2 separate regions of the Mus musculus genome follow, and region 1 is linked to region 2. A link is a contact called in public Hi-C data. All regions are on one chromosome and are shown on one strand. Each heading gives the region's core, a stretch centred on a gene start, on an enhancer-like site or on the middle of the called end of the contact. The rest is flanking DNA. Distances are from core to core; before and after follow the strand shown. Region 1 overlaps Nubpl (nucleotide binding protein-like). Region 2 holds the start of Gpr33 (G protein-coupled receptor 33).

What was found. A called contact is a pair of places that touch in the nucleus more often than the background predicts.
Region 1: a Hi-C map of conventional type 1 dendritic cells shows a contact between it and region 2, with 2.4 times the contacts expected there. The contact joins the enhancer-like site here to the promoter of Gpr33 in region 2. A contact is called at or near these places in 3 of 39 promoter capture datasets (the 3T3-L1 cell line and embryonic stem cells), 3 of 484 Hi-C or Micro-C datasets (brain, conventional type 1 dendritic cells and macrophages) and 1 of 9 other capture datasets (pancreatic islet).

What each region holds. Positions count from the first base shown.
Region 1 is chr12:52,117,971-52,125,092 of GRCm38.p6, forward strand. The region is part of intron 3 of Nubpl (nucleotide binding protein-like); the gene reads left to right. Among named protein-coding and RNA genes, the nearest start is that of Nubpl, 24 kb to the left of the region's middle. Within about 2 kb of position 2,486, at least 23 of the 459 cell types and tissues checked have an H3K27ac peak or open chromatin away from gene starts, as enhancers often do. A contact at or near this core is called in conventional type 1 dendritic cells, where this site is marked.
Region 2 is chr12:52,023,946-52,030,545 of GRCm38.p6, forward strand. Gpr33 (G protein-coupled receptor 33) reads right to left here and starts at 4,118. Exons shown (of 2, transcript NM_008159.2): 1 at 3,989-4,118; 2 at 1-315. The coding sequence starts at 309.

The sequences.
Region 1 (7,122 bases), core at 1,236-3,735, 92 kb after region 2:
TTTCTGATGGGTAACGTTTCCGTGTTCTTATATGTAGGCTTATTCATGTCTTGAGGGACTATCATCACCTAGGCTCTATGCTCAGCATGGTGCTTACACAATTGGAAAGACCTTGCCCTTCTCACTTCAGGCTGTCTGTCTATCTCTGAGTGACTATTTAGTAGACTCTTGTTTACTCTTTCTATGGTCTTGTCTCAAGTCAACCCTGCCTCCCCAATATGCCCTTCTTTCTTTAAACAGGATTTCACTTTGTAGCCCAGCCTGGTTTTGATTTTGTGATTCTCCTGTCTTAGCTCCCAGATACTGGAACTATAATGTATGCCACCATGCCTGTGCTGCCTTGCCTGAGACCCATTTCTCTTGGTGGCCACTGGTGCTCTTCCCATCTTTTCCTGCTCACAAGCCTTGTCTCCCATCGCTTCCCATTTCACTGAAAAGTGGCTTTTGTCAATAGCTTCTTTCATGTTTTTGCTCACCATTAAACTTCTTTTCTCCCATCATCCTTACATCCTTCCCTTTCTGCCCAGAGACAGATGCCAGTCATGATCTTTCTACTTTTTAAATTATTTCATTTATTTACATTCAAAATGTTGCCTCCTCTATCCCCCTTCACAGAGTTCTTCCCCCATATCCCCTCCCCTTTGCCACTGAGAGGGTGCTCCCCCTATATCCCCCACCCTGGGCATCAAGTCCCTATATCCTCTACCACTGAGGCCAGACAAGGCAGCCCTCTGCTACATATGTGCCAGGGACCTCAGACCAGCCTGTGTATGCTCTTTGGTTGGTGGCTCAGTCTCTGGGAGTTCCCAGGGGTCCAGGTTAGTTGACACTGTTGTTCTTCCTGTGGGGTTGCCATCCCCTTCAGTTCCTTCAGCTCCTTCCCCTCCGTCTTCCATAGGGGTTCCTGACCTCTATTCAATGCTTGACTGTGTCTGCATCTGTCTCAGTCAGCTGCTGGTAGAGTTTCTCTGAGGACAGCCATGCCAAACTCCTGTCTGCAAGCACAACATGGCATCAGTAATAGTGTCAAGGATTGGTGCCCACCCATGGGATGGACCCCAAGTTGGGCTGGTCACTTGTTGCACATTCCTTTAGACTGCTCCATTTTTGTCCCTGCATTTCTTTTAGAGAGGAGCAATTTTGGGTCGAAAGTTTTGTAGGTGGGTTAATGTCCCCATCCCTCCAATTGGGGCCCCTAATTACTGGAGGTGGACTCTTCAGGTTCCATATCCCCATTGTTGGACATTTTGGTTAATGTTATATTTTCCTTGCTTATCCTGACCCTTTCTGTTTACCCTCGCTCATATTACTTCACCCCTATACATTTTTTGTTTGTTTGTTTCCCACATGGTCTCCTTGTTTTAGAAATACCGCTTCTTCAGTCAACATCTATTTTTTTTAAAAAAACTGAATTTTTTAATGTAGGTTTCTCCTCCTTCTCCTCTTCCTCTTCCTCCTCCTCCTCTGATTGCCAACAGATAGGTCAAATTTCAGTGATGTAAATGGAGCCAGCATCCTGATCTCTAAAATCTTCTGTCCATGTATTCTTTAGAAATTAGCTACATCTTGCCACCACCTGTTTGAGTTAGTGATGCGCACCCTAAACTTATTAGGTAAAGCTCCATCCTTTTTAGTATGCTCGCAGTTTCTATGGGATAGGGATTTGGATAGAGCATTAGGAATGGCTTGTTCCTTCTACAGTGCTGCAGCTTCAACGGTGAAGGCCCAAATGGATATATCAAGTTCTTTACACATGTGCTTGGTAGTGGCTGTGGTAACAAGGGTGGACTGGCCAGGGTTGTTGAATGGAGTATGTTAGCATGGTTACTACTTATTGCCTAGTCTTGCCCAGAGCTTGGCAGCCTCAGTGTAGTGGAACTTCTTTGCTGGTGACTAAGTGTTGCTCAAGTTGGTGTCCTGGTCATTAAGAAGGAAGCTGTATGGCCTTTTGTGACCCAACCTGGTTAGTCAGCCTAGTTGAAATTGACATGTGCTTTCTCAGGTTTAATGGGAGGGGACATAGAACTCACATCTAATTCAGGGAACAGCAAAACCCTTGCAGCCTTCACATTGTCCCGACCTGTCATCTTAGCTCTCCTACTCCATTCTCACCTGACAGTCACCAACTGTCATTGGAGAAATAGCTCATTTCTCTATTATGAATATAGGTAAAACTTTATAATTTTGGCAGGTGCAGTGGCACACACTTATAACTCATACACTTTAGAAGGTAGAGGCAGGGAACAACAACAACAATGACAGTACCACCACAAACCAAAAAACCAACCTCGGTCTTTTATGTTGCTCACTCTAAGCTCCTTCCTGTTGAATTAAATAGTGATTTCTCACACTGTTTGTAGAAATGTTCTCATTGCATGCAGGTCTCTGTCCAAGTTGTGCAGCTCAGGCCCTAGGGCTGCTTCTACCCAGTTCTCCATTCTGTACTCACTGCACTCCTTGTACTGACTAGATGTCCTATGTCACTTCCTCTGTGAAGCCTCATTAGTGGTTTCAGATCACATCACTTCCTTTTTGTCCCTTCATATGTTCATCTGCCATTAGGTGACCCTGGTGTCAGGGCTGCATCTTAAATGAGTTGCCACTGCTGCCTGGCCCATTGCTACATACCTGGTAAACTCTTGCTAACTGATTGAAAATAGATTAGGTGTGGTGGAAATTTCCAAAGTTTTGAGTGAGTTCCAGTGCTTTCTCAAGTGCCCACAAATTGCCAACGATCATTTTTGCCTTAGAAGAATTATATTTAGAGAAGCATTTGTGTTTCGGCACTTTTAATTTTCAGTTAAAACATATGCAGCACATTCTCAAAACTTGTGTATGAAAATGTTATATGCTAGAAAACACAGTGGAGTGGCTAAGAACATAGAAAACAAGCTTTGATAAGATTAAAGGCTGGGAAAATAAATCTGAATTCAGAATGGTACTGTTTTAGGTTGTGGCATTTTAAAGCTTTAATGTTGGCTGTGGACATGATAGCTTTTGTTCCAGCCTGTTTCCTGTGGTCAGGACATGCGTTCGTTCCCTTTTGGCAGATGCAGTGCGTGAAAGGCTGGGGTCAGCACTGCTGCACACAAGTGGGTCAGAGCACTCAGATGAAGGGGAAGCAGTTTTAGAGAGCCTTTATTTGTTGTTGGCATCATCAGATATAAATTAGGAGCTTGAAACTCTCACCATGTCTTGCTTCCTTTTCCATCTCTCATAGGCTTTGCCAAATTAACCACATCAACCAATTTTACAAAAAAAAGGAGGCATGGATTGCTGTCTTTAATAGTTCTTAAAGAAGCGTCTTGAGAAAGTCTTTCCCTTGTCTCCCATAAGCTTCCTTTGTACTTTTGTAAAGCTAGTTAGAGAGCAGGAGGCGTGCATGGTCTGCCACAGCAGGAAAGCGAACTGGGATCGCCAGTCCACTGGGCTCTGAAAGGAGATTCCATGTAATCATGGGGCAGATAAGAAGCTAGGGATTGCTAAAAGCAGGGACTAGCTGGGTTGCTGCCTGTGACTCTTAAACAATGAAACCTTTTTGAATTCAGTTCCTCCCTGAATTCACTTCCTCCTCAGGTAGTCTCAGAAGGTTGCTTGGACCCCTCCATGGGAACAGGTTGCTCTCTGTTTTGATTTTTCCTGTCAACCAAACAGAAAGCATAAGACTTCTCCAAGCCTTGGAGCAGCTTTGGCCTCAAACTTGTACTGGAATATTATCTGCAGTGTGATGGTTTTTTGCTAGTCACCATGGAAACTGATCGAAGTGCTAGTCTTGTCCTGTGGGTTCTTTGGGGTGGCTTAAAAAAAATGACTGTGTCTAATCCTGTTCTACAAATGTGCATTTTCTTTAAAAATGATGAAAAGGCAGCATAGTTAATTGAGAATAAGCTCTCTGTATCATGCTTCAAACAGGCTATTTCAGACATTCTATGCAGCTGAAGACTATTTGGGTCAAGAGATAGGAGTGAAAATTTTTGTCGTATATGAGCATCATTCTTTTAATTTGTGATTTTTATCTGTTGTGCTCTGTGCTTATATATGCAGAAGAATAACATGCTTAATTTCACTTACCTGCCTAGTGATAGAGGACTTGTCATAGAAATTAAAGCATGGCTGTTAATTTAACAAATCACTGTCAATAAAAGGTGGTTTAAATGATCATGTTAGAGATAATAAAGCAAAAAGCATCTCAGTAATTAGATTGTTTAAGTATTAAGATTTTATAGATGTCTAGTAATACCTCTTTTGAAAAGACCTCTTTGTAGCTAAAGTAGAAGAGGCTATCTGGTGGTTATCTTTGGGTCTCTGAACTTTGACCTTTCCTCTCATTTCCCAAGTGAGGAACTGGTGAGCAGAGGAGGAGTCTGAGCAGAAACAGTCTGGGAGTTACTGGTGCTGGTGGGAAGAAGCGGTTCACTGAGGCAGGTTCAAACGTTGAGGCTGTGATTATAGAAGAGGTGTCTTGTGAGTCCAGAGGGGGGGTAACATGATGAAAGTTTTGCTTAGTGTTGTAGTCTGTTCATTATTGACATTTGGATGACTGAGGTTTCATCTTGCTTTTTCAAATAACATGCTTTCTTTCATGTTCAAAAAAGTCCATGTTTTGACATGAAAAATCAAGGAAATCAAAAGTAGTTCATCTACAGATGACAGTAACTGCGTTCATCTGTTCATTCCAGAAACTACTAGGTACTTAGCCATGTGCTAAGCACTTCCCTGGAATCTGCATCTGTAGTATAAGTCAAAGTTTCTGTCGTCAAGGATCTTACAGTGAACTGGGAGAGGCAAAATAAATGGACACTTTTTCTTTATTTACATTTCAAATGTTACCTCTTTCCTGGTTTCCTCCCAACCCTCGGGAACTCTCTATCCCATCCTCCCTCCCCCTGCTTCTATGTGGGGGGCTCACCCACCCACCCACCCACTCCCACCTCCCCACCCTTGAATTCCCCTACACTGGGGCATCAAGCCTTCACAGGGCCAAGGGCCTCTCCTCCCATTGATGTCCAACAAGGCCATCCTCTGCTACATATGCAGCTAGAGCCACGTGTCCCTCCATGTGTTTTCTTTGGTTGGTAATTTAGTCCCTGGGAGCTCCGGGGGGTCTGGTTGGTTGATATTGTTCTTCCTATGGGTTGCAAACCCCTTCAGCTCCTTTACTCCTTTCCCTAACTCCTGCATTGGGGACCCCATGCTCAATCCAGTGGTTGACTTCGAGCATCTGCCTCTGTATTTGTCAGGCTCTGGCAGAGCCTCTCAGAAGACATCTATACCAGACTCCTGTCAGCATGAACTTCTTGGCATCCACAATAGTGTCTGGGTTTGGTGACTGTATATGGGATGGATCCCCAGGTCAGGCAGTCTCTGAATGGCCTTTCCTTCAGTCTCTGCTCCACACTTTGTCTCCGTATTTGCTCCTATGAGTATTTTGTTCACCCTTCTGAGAAGCACTGAAGCACCCACACTTTGGTCTTCCTTCTTATGTGGTCTGTGAACTGGACCTTGGGTATTCTGAGCTTTTGGGCTAATATCCACTTATCAGTGAGTGCATACTTTGTGTGTTCTTTTGTGATTGGGTTACTTCACTCAGGATGATATTTTCTAGTTCTATCCACTTGCCTAGGAATTTCATCAAGTCATTGTTTTTAATAGCTGAGTAGTACTCTACTGTGTAAATGTATCACATTTTCTGTATCCATTCCTCTGTTGAAGGACATCTGGGTTCTTTCCAGCTTCTGGCTATTATAAATAAGGCTGCTATGAACACAGTGGAACATGTGTCCTTGTTATACATTGAAACATCTTCTGGGTATAGGCTCAGGAGTGTTATAACTGGGTCCTCAGGTAATACTATGTTCAATTTTCTGAGGAACTTCCAGACTGATTTCCAGAGTGGTTGTACCAGCTTGCATTCCTACCAACAATGGAGGAATGTTCCTCTTTCTCCACATCCTTGCCAGAATCTGCTGACACCTGAGTTTTTGATCTTAGCCATTCTGACTGATGTGAGGTGGAATCTCAGGATTGTCTTGATTTGCATTCCTCTGACGACTAAGGATGTTGAACATTTCTTTAGGTGCTTCTTGGCCATTCAAGTTTCCTCATTGAGAAATCTTTGTTTAGCTTTGTACCCCATTTTTTAATAGGGTTATTTGATTCTCTGGAGTCTTTTTAGTAGCGATGAGAGTTATGAGACAGTAAAGCGGTGTAAGGACCAGCAAGTCCTGGGAGACACTCTTCTCAGTGGGTTTTCTGAAGTGGGACTTCTAAAGACGGAATTTGAGCAGAGAAATGACTGAATTGAGATATGGAACTACAAGAAGAGCAAACATCCTTTCTCTTGGAATATTTGAGCAATAGGAGGAATGTCATGACTAGAATGAACCCGAGGGAAGGTAGATGGTTGCATGTTTTACAATGCAATGGAATCCATAGGGGAAATTTTAATTTTGCTCTCTCCATGAGTATGATAGAGCGGTATTTTAACTAGAGTTTTGACATGATTTATTCTTGCTTTAACGGATCCAACTATACTGTATAGAATAGACTTAAGGAAACCAGGAAGGCCAGCTAGTGCTGATGCAGTAACCTGGGCTGAAGATAGGAAGACGCTTGGACTGTGATGTGGGTAAGTTGGTAGTTTCTATAAGTGCCGTGAAGGAAGGACTTCCTGCTAGTAGGTTGAGGATGGTGAAGGAAAGGTAGCATGGGTATCTGATAACATCTCTTTCCTTTAGTATAGTAACATACAGATAACACAAATTTACCTTTTGAAATGTACAGTTCATTGGTGTCAGCTACATTTACATTGTTATGTAATCATCACCCATGTCTTTCCCCCCAGACTTTAGTATATTCCCAAACTGAAACTCAGTATTCATTAACAATAACCCTCTCATCTCCTGGTAATGGCCCATCTACTTTCTTTCTCTGTAAATTTGATGACTCTATATACCTCACCTCATACAAGTGGAATCATAGAATTGCCTTTTGTGCCTGGTTTATTTCTCTCTGCAGTATGGTTTCATTTATATTGAATTTAATTTGTAGGACTGTGTTTTTACTTTTAGCAACTGTGTGAATGCTAGTCGTCTTTCTGAGATGGAAACAACCTGTGAAGTA
Region 2 (6,600 bases), core at 2,868-5,367:
GGCTTTGCACAAGACACTTCCAAAGACCCAGTGATTGTCCTGAAGGAAGGAGGTGGCCATGAAGGGCAGAATCAATGTGGAAATAAAATAGGAGAGAATGAGATGGAAAAATAAAAGAGTATTGACAGTCCTTTGCATCTTGAATTGCAGCATCCATAGATAGAGGCCGTTGCTGATGACACCAATTATAAATGCCATGAACAAAGAAGCAGCAATGATTGTTTTGGGGGCAGGAGTTGGAACACCAGTGCTGTTTGTTAACGAGGTAGACACATTGATCACATGAGTGGAGGAGTTGATCAAATCCATAATTACCTATGGAGGGAAAATAGAGGAAAAAAAAAAGAATAGCACACAGATTAAGTGAATAAATTAAGATAGTAACTTTAGTATAGCAGTAATCTGAAAAGTAATATTTGAATACTGGCAAGCATAATATTCCTATAATAAAACTTATTTTCTAATGTCTACTCTTATTTGAGGAATTAAGATCAGACCAATCTAATTTTAAAAATACAAATACTCCAGATAACATGCCTTAAGTAAACATAAATAGTATCCCCCTCCTAGCAACAATTGCATTTGTCTAACCTTAAGATGCTATAATTAGATTTACCTCATAACCTAGTTATATGGAATTATCTAGTATTCTAATAGTTAGTGTATAACAGTAAGGACTGACCTTCAAGAGGACTCCAGGGCTACCACAAGATTATCAAATGCCTTCCAAATTACACATATAAAGAGGAAATGTGTTTTAGGATAGAGGAAGTAGTTTCTTTCTTGGGGAATGGAGGAGAGAGAAAGAAGTAAAATAATCCACATTTATTCAGTATTTGTGAAAGCAAGAGTCTTCCTAAAAACAATTTCTTTGATTTTTTTATAAAGCCTATGAGGTAATTTTTCTTCTCTCTCTCTCTCTCTCTCTCTCTCTCTCTCTCTCTCTCTCTCTCTCTCTCTCTCTCTCTCTCTTCCTCTCTTTCTCTGTTGCTTTGCTCTGTTTTGTTGAGACAGGGTTGTTGCTACAGGTTTGTTGATTCAGCCCAGTCTAGTCTCAAACTTGTCATGTAGCCAAGGACAGCCTTGAACATCTTAGCCTCCTGATACAACATCTAGTGTGTTGGAATTATTGACATGGGCTTCAACAAACAGGATTGAGGCAGGTCTTCAAGAAGAGGAGAAAATAGAGCTTAAAATGGTTAAATTTCTTCTGTCCACCCACATCTTCCACCACAACTCCACTGTGGCACATGGGAGTCCCATCTAAATAAAACAGATACTGTATTCCAAGTGCAGAGGTAGAGGTAGGCAGAGGCAGAGGCAGAGGCAGAGGCAGAGGCAGAGGCAGAGGCAGAGGCAGAGGCAGAGGCAGAGGCAGAGGCAGAGGCAGAGGCAGAGGCAGAGGCAGATGCAGATTCCTGGAGCTTGATGGTCAGCCAGTCTAGACTAATACATGAACTTCAGGCCAGAGAAAGGCATCATCTCAAAGGAGGCAGACTGTCGTCCTGAAGATGTCACCAGAGGGCTTTCCTTTGACCTCCAAATATGAACACCCACACACTGAAAAGAAAAATGAAATGAAACCTACAGTTTCTTAAAGTTAAATGAGCCTTCTAGACAGGCTCTGTGGTACATGACTTTAATTCCAGCACCTGGGAGGCAGAGGCAGGTGGATCTTTGTGAGTTCAAGGCTGGCATGGCCTAGATAATAAGTTCCAAGACAGCCAGGGCATGTAGAGAGATTCCAAAAACCAACAAAACAAAACAACCAACCAACTAACCCCAAACAAACAAATAAAATATCCACAATCCCCCTAAGGCCCCCAAAACCAAAACCAAAGCAAAACCAAAACACAAAGCACAAATAAAACTTGTAAGGTTCTGCAAAGCAGAAAATGATTCTCTTTTGTAGAAAAATACTTTAGTGGTCTGTATTAGGAAGAATGAACAGTGATGCTATGTATAAGCAACGGTGAGTGTAAAAGCAGCACTCATGAAGAGGTTGTGCGAAGGTCCTGGGACCTTAAGAGGTAGGAAGAGGGAGGGTGATAGACACAGGAAAAGCCAGGAGCCTTGCAGATGTCCAGTAGAGAAGAAAGGGTGGAGGCAGAGAGCTCTGAGGATGTCAGCAAGGGCTTTTCTAACACTTATTTACAGCCCACTTGCTGTGCCTGTGTGTGTAGAATACTCTGTCCTGTTAACCTACAATTAGCATGGGTTGGTGACTCCACTGGGCAACAAAGGAAAAGAGCTTGGGTTCCCTACTTGAGGGGAGATGGGGAGAAAAGACTGGTGGCAACTGAAATGTAAAGAACAGGTTGGCAGGAAGTGTGTAGATACTGGGGCTTGAGTGGATAGGAGAAACGAATCCCTGGAGACTTTCTCAGTCTCTCTCTCTCTCTCTCTCTCTCTCTCTCTCTCTCTCTCTCTCTCTCTGTCTCTCTCTCTCTGTGTCTGTCTCTCTCTCAGTCTCTCCCTCTCTCCCTCTGTCTCTCTCTGTTTCTCTGTCTCTGTCTCTCTCAGTCTCTCTCTCAGTCTCTCTCTCTGTCTCTCTCTCTGTCTCTCTCTCTCTCAGTGTGTGTATAATACCTGTAGTCTGTGCATCTGTGGTGCATTTGTGTGTATGCAGGTGCATATATAGTAAGCATTTCACTGTGGGGTGTATTTTTATCCATAGATTATATATCTAAAGTTCTGTGTGTGCCCATGTAAGTCTGTGTATGTCATCTGTAGTGTATTTGTGAAGTGTGTGTGTATGTGTGTGTATGTATATTATGCATTGCTTAAGTGTATATCTGTTCTTGTGTGTCCATATGTGCAAGTGGTACATGTGTGGTGTTGGTGTGTCTGTGTTGTGTGTGTTTGATATCTCTCAGTGTATATGCATATAGAAAGCTGAGTTTCTGGATGCTTTATTTGTTGACTTGTGAGGCTGAACTCTAGTGTCTGAAGTTAATATAAACTTAAACAGAATAAAAACTTTGTTCTGTAATTAGAATTGGTGGCTTTGCATTTTACATAAGGTTCTTGGAAGCATTAATGTATTGAATATACTATGAAAATTCGTCATGATTTTTAGCATGAAAGGTATACTACTACCAGGCATGGTGGCACATGCCTTTAACCCCAGCACTTGGGAGACAGAGACAGGTAGATCTCTGAGTTTTGAGGCCAGACTGGAACAGAGTGAGTTCCAGAATAGCCATGAATACACAGAAAAACCTTGTCTTGAAAAACTTAAAAAAAACAACAACGTGTATTAGTATTGTGTGTATGTGATGAATATGTGTGGATAAAGACCCACTGTGTGATGCAGAAGTTAAGAGAAGTTCTTCATTCTTGAACACCTTTTAAGATGGCTTGAAGCACTGGAGTATAATTTTGAGTCTACTCTACTAGCTCTGTGACCTCTTTAACCCCTTAGAGTTTTTATGAAGACTGAATGGGGCAGTGAACTTAGTGCCTAAAATGGCTGATGACAGTTTTTAGGTTTTTTTGTTTGTTTGTTTATTTGTTTTGTTTTGTTTTTTAGTTTTTTTGAGATAACATTTCTCTCTGTAGCCCTGGCTGTCCTGGAATTTACTTTGTAGTCTGGCCTCAAACTCAGAGGTCTGCTTGCTTCTGCCTTTCAGGTACTGGGATTAAAGGTGCATGCCACCACCACAGGCCTAATATTTGTTATTTAAACGTGCCATTTTGCTCAACTTGTTAGAGTAAAACCAATCAAATCCTCATTTAACCCTTTTAAAGCTACAGACTCTATTTCTCTCTTTCCGGAAGCACTTGTACGGAACCTCTGAGAGTCTATCTTCTCTAGCTACACTCTCAGATCTTCTTCTCTTGATGCATTGGTAGCTTTGGCTGGAGCAGCTTCTAGAGCCTCCAGAGCTTCCAGAGACACTGAGCTGCGTCTGGAGGAAAGCCTCAGGAGCCTCAGACTAGCTGATCTTTAGGAAGCTGAGAATCCTGCTGGGCCCAGGGGTCTTACCTCAGAGCTGTGTCTTCATGCCAAGTAGTCTGAGATGCCACAGTGTCCAACAGTCTTCTCTCTGGGGGAAGGGGCAGCAACTGGAGATTCTGCCTTTATTTTGTTCCTCTCATCCCTTTCTGGTGGATGCTGCTCTTTAGTCTTGCCTTTGACAAGTTCACAGAGTCTTTCAACTCCTCCGGTTTCTTTTCTGTAGAACATACTGCTGTGGAGGTGGAGTCCAAGACAGAAGTACTTCTCCAAACCATTTCTCGATTTCAAAATGAGAGTCAAAAAATTCTGTGAACAATCATTTCAGTTAAGGTTAATAGGATAATGTCAGGTGTTAAGACACTGGTTTCAATTCCATCCTCAGGTCTGTTCATCCCACCAGGCAGGTTTGATTTTGGAGATTTCATTGGCTTATGGGCCATCAACGGTAGATACACAGCAAGACGGTAGGCACGAGCCCTGGGTGTTATAGAATCTGGAACTTAACTATCTGATCTCGCTGGAAAGAAAATTGTTAAAGAGAAAAACTTAAACTCTGGTTCTCACACTAAGCAGAATGAAGGTGACAGGTCAAAGACTGTCGTCGTTCAGTCTGGAAAGAGGAAGAGTGGTAGACAGAATGGTTGCATCTGGACAGTTGTTGGGGGACAGAGCCGAGTCATTATCTTACAGCACGACGGACTCTGTGAACCATTCATTGCTGGTTCACTCCTCTCTCTAGTCCCCCTCCCCCATTTCAGATCCACCTCAGTGCCAGCCTCATGGTCCTTTCTTCTTCCTCTCATCACTGCCAGAGTAGAAAATGCATCAGAAACAGTGTATCTTCAGTGGTGAAAGCTTGGGAGTAAGAGCCACCGTCTATTCTGTCTACTCAGAACTTAATGCTTTCACAGCTAGACTACAGACTTATTTGAAATTGGCTTAAATCTTAGATCTTAATTCATTCCTGTCTGTGACCTTCAACTGAGCTACAGATCTTCTTGGTAGGCTAAGGATGACGTTCAAACTTATTACTACATTTTAGAAAGGACTTCCTCTGGAGGCTTTTGGGTTCATGTATAGATCCATATGTAACGGGGAATTACCGGGTCCAAACCTGCTTGTTCTGAACATTAGTAGACTAAGTCCCAGAGGGGTTAAGCAAATCATGATAGGTTTTTCATTAAACTCCCTTTCCACAGATGAAGGAGTTGAGACCCTTGAAACTCTCTGAGAGCCCATCCTAGATTCTGTTAACAGTTAATAAAGAAGCTGGGGTGAAAATAATGTGCACTAAAAATTCCAATGCACAGCTTGTGGGAATGATAGTGACTGTATAATACAGGGCAGAGGGAGCTGCCACACCCCGTGTAGAAATCCCAATGGTGCCTCTATCTCTATTATAGGGCTATCTGTATCTCTCTGCACATTATCAGAGTCTCAGCCTCTTCATATGTTAACATAAAAAAAAAGAACAGGAATGAGTTGTTTTTGTTGTTGTTTTTTGATTACCCTTGTGGGGATAAAGTGAAATACGTCTAAAAGGCTCAGTACAATGGCAGGCACAGGGCAAGTATTGAATGAATAACAGTTGAGTTGGTACTGGCATTATGTAAGTTGCAACAGAATGCACACTTACAAGTCCACTGGGCTGGAGCAAATGTATCCGAATGCCATAATTCAAGAAATATTTATGAATACTCTAGCCTGCCAGACAGTGTGCAAACTGAGACAAACAAGATAAATAATTCAAAGTAGTTGCCCGAAATGTTTACAGTTGTTGAAGATGCTACCTGAACTGAGTAGTTGAGGGATGTTGGAGAGAGATGTTCCAGGCCTTAGACACAATAGGTATTCAGGCTCCTCAGCAACATCGTCCGTTTCTTCATTTCTTAATCTTTTAAAAATTATATTTTTTATATGCGTGGACGTTTTGCTGTCGTGTATGCCTGTGCACCACATGTGTGCCTGGTGACCTAAGAGGACAGAAGAGGGTGTGAGAGTCCCTGGAACCAGTGTTGTAGATGGTGGTGAGCTACTATGTGGGTGCTGGGAATTGGACCAGTGTCCTCTGCAGGGCAGCCAGGGCCCTTGGCTGAGAGCCCTTGGCTTTTCATTTCTATATGGTTCATACTGTGGTTGGAGCCAAGGACACAGATCAGTTTCTTGACTTGAAATCACCTGACTTAATTAAAAGTGAAAGACAAATGAACAGTCATATCCCCAACGAAGCCATAGAAGGGAAGTCATTTCTTCAAGTGGTCTGTGTGTTTTCTACAGTGTTTGCGTCATCTGGTTTAATAATTAACTAGAGGGAAACAGCAAATTCTTGAAGAGAGTGTGGAAGATGTCGATTTTAGGTTTTCTAGTGATGAGAAGAAAAATTAAACACTCTCCCATTTTCTCTTATTTGTAGATTTTGTCATTTACACAGTGAGTGTCTTCATTGGTCAGGCAGCACAGGAAAGAGCTTTGAGAAAGTATTCGCCCAGCGGTTTCCAGCCTGAAGGAAGTCATAGGTGTCTGGGAGAGACTTCCCTCCCTCCCTTTCTGCTTCCGTGTGTGCATGCACATGTGTGTGCAGGTCAGAAGTCACTGTCAGAGCATCTTTCCCAATCATTCTGTACATATATGTATTTTAA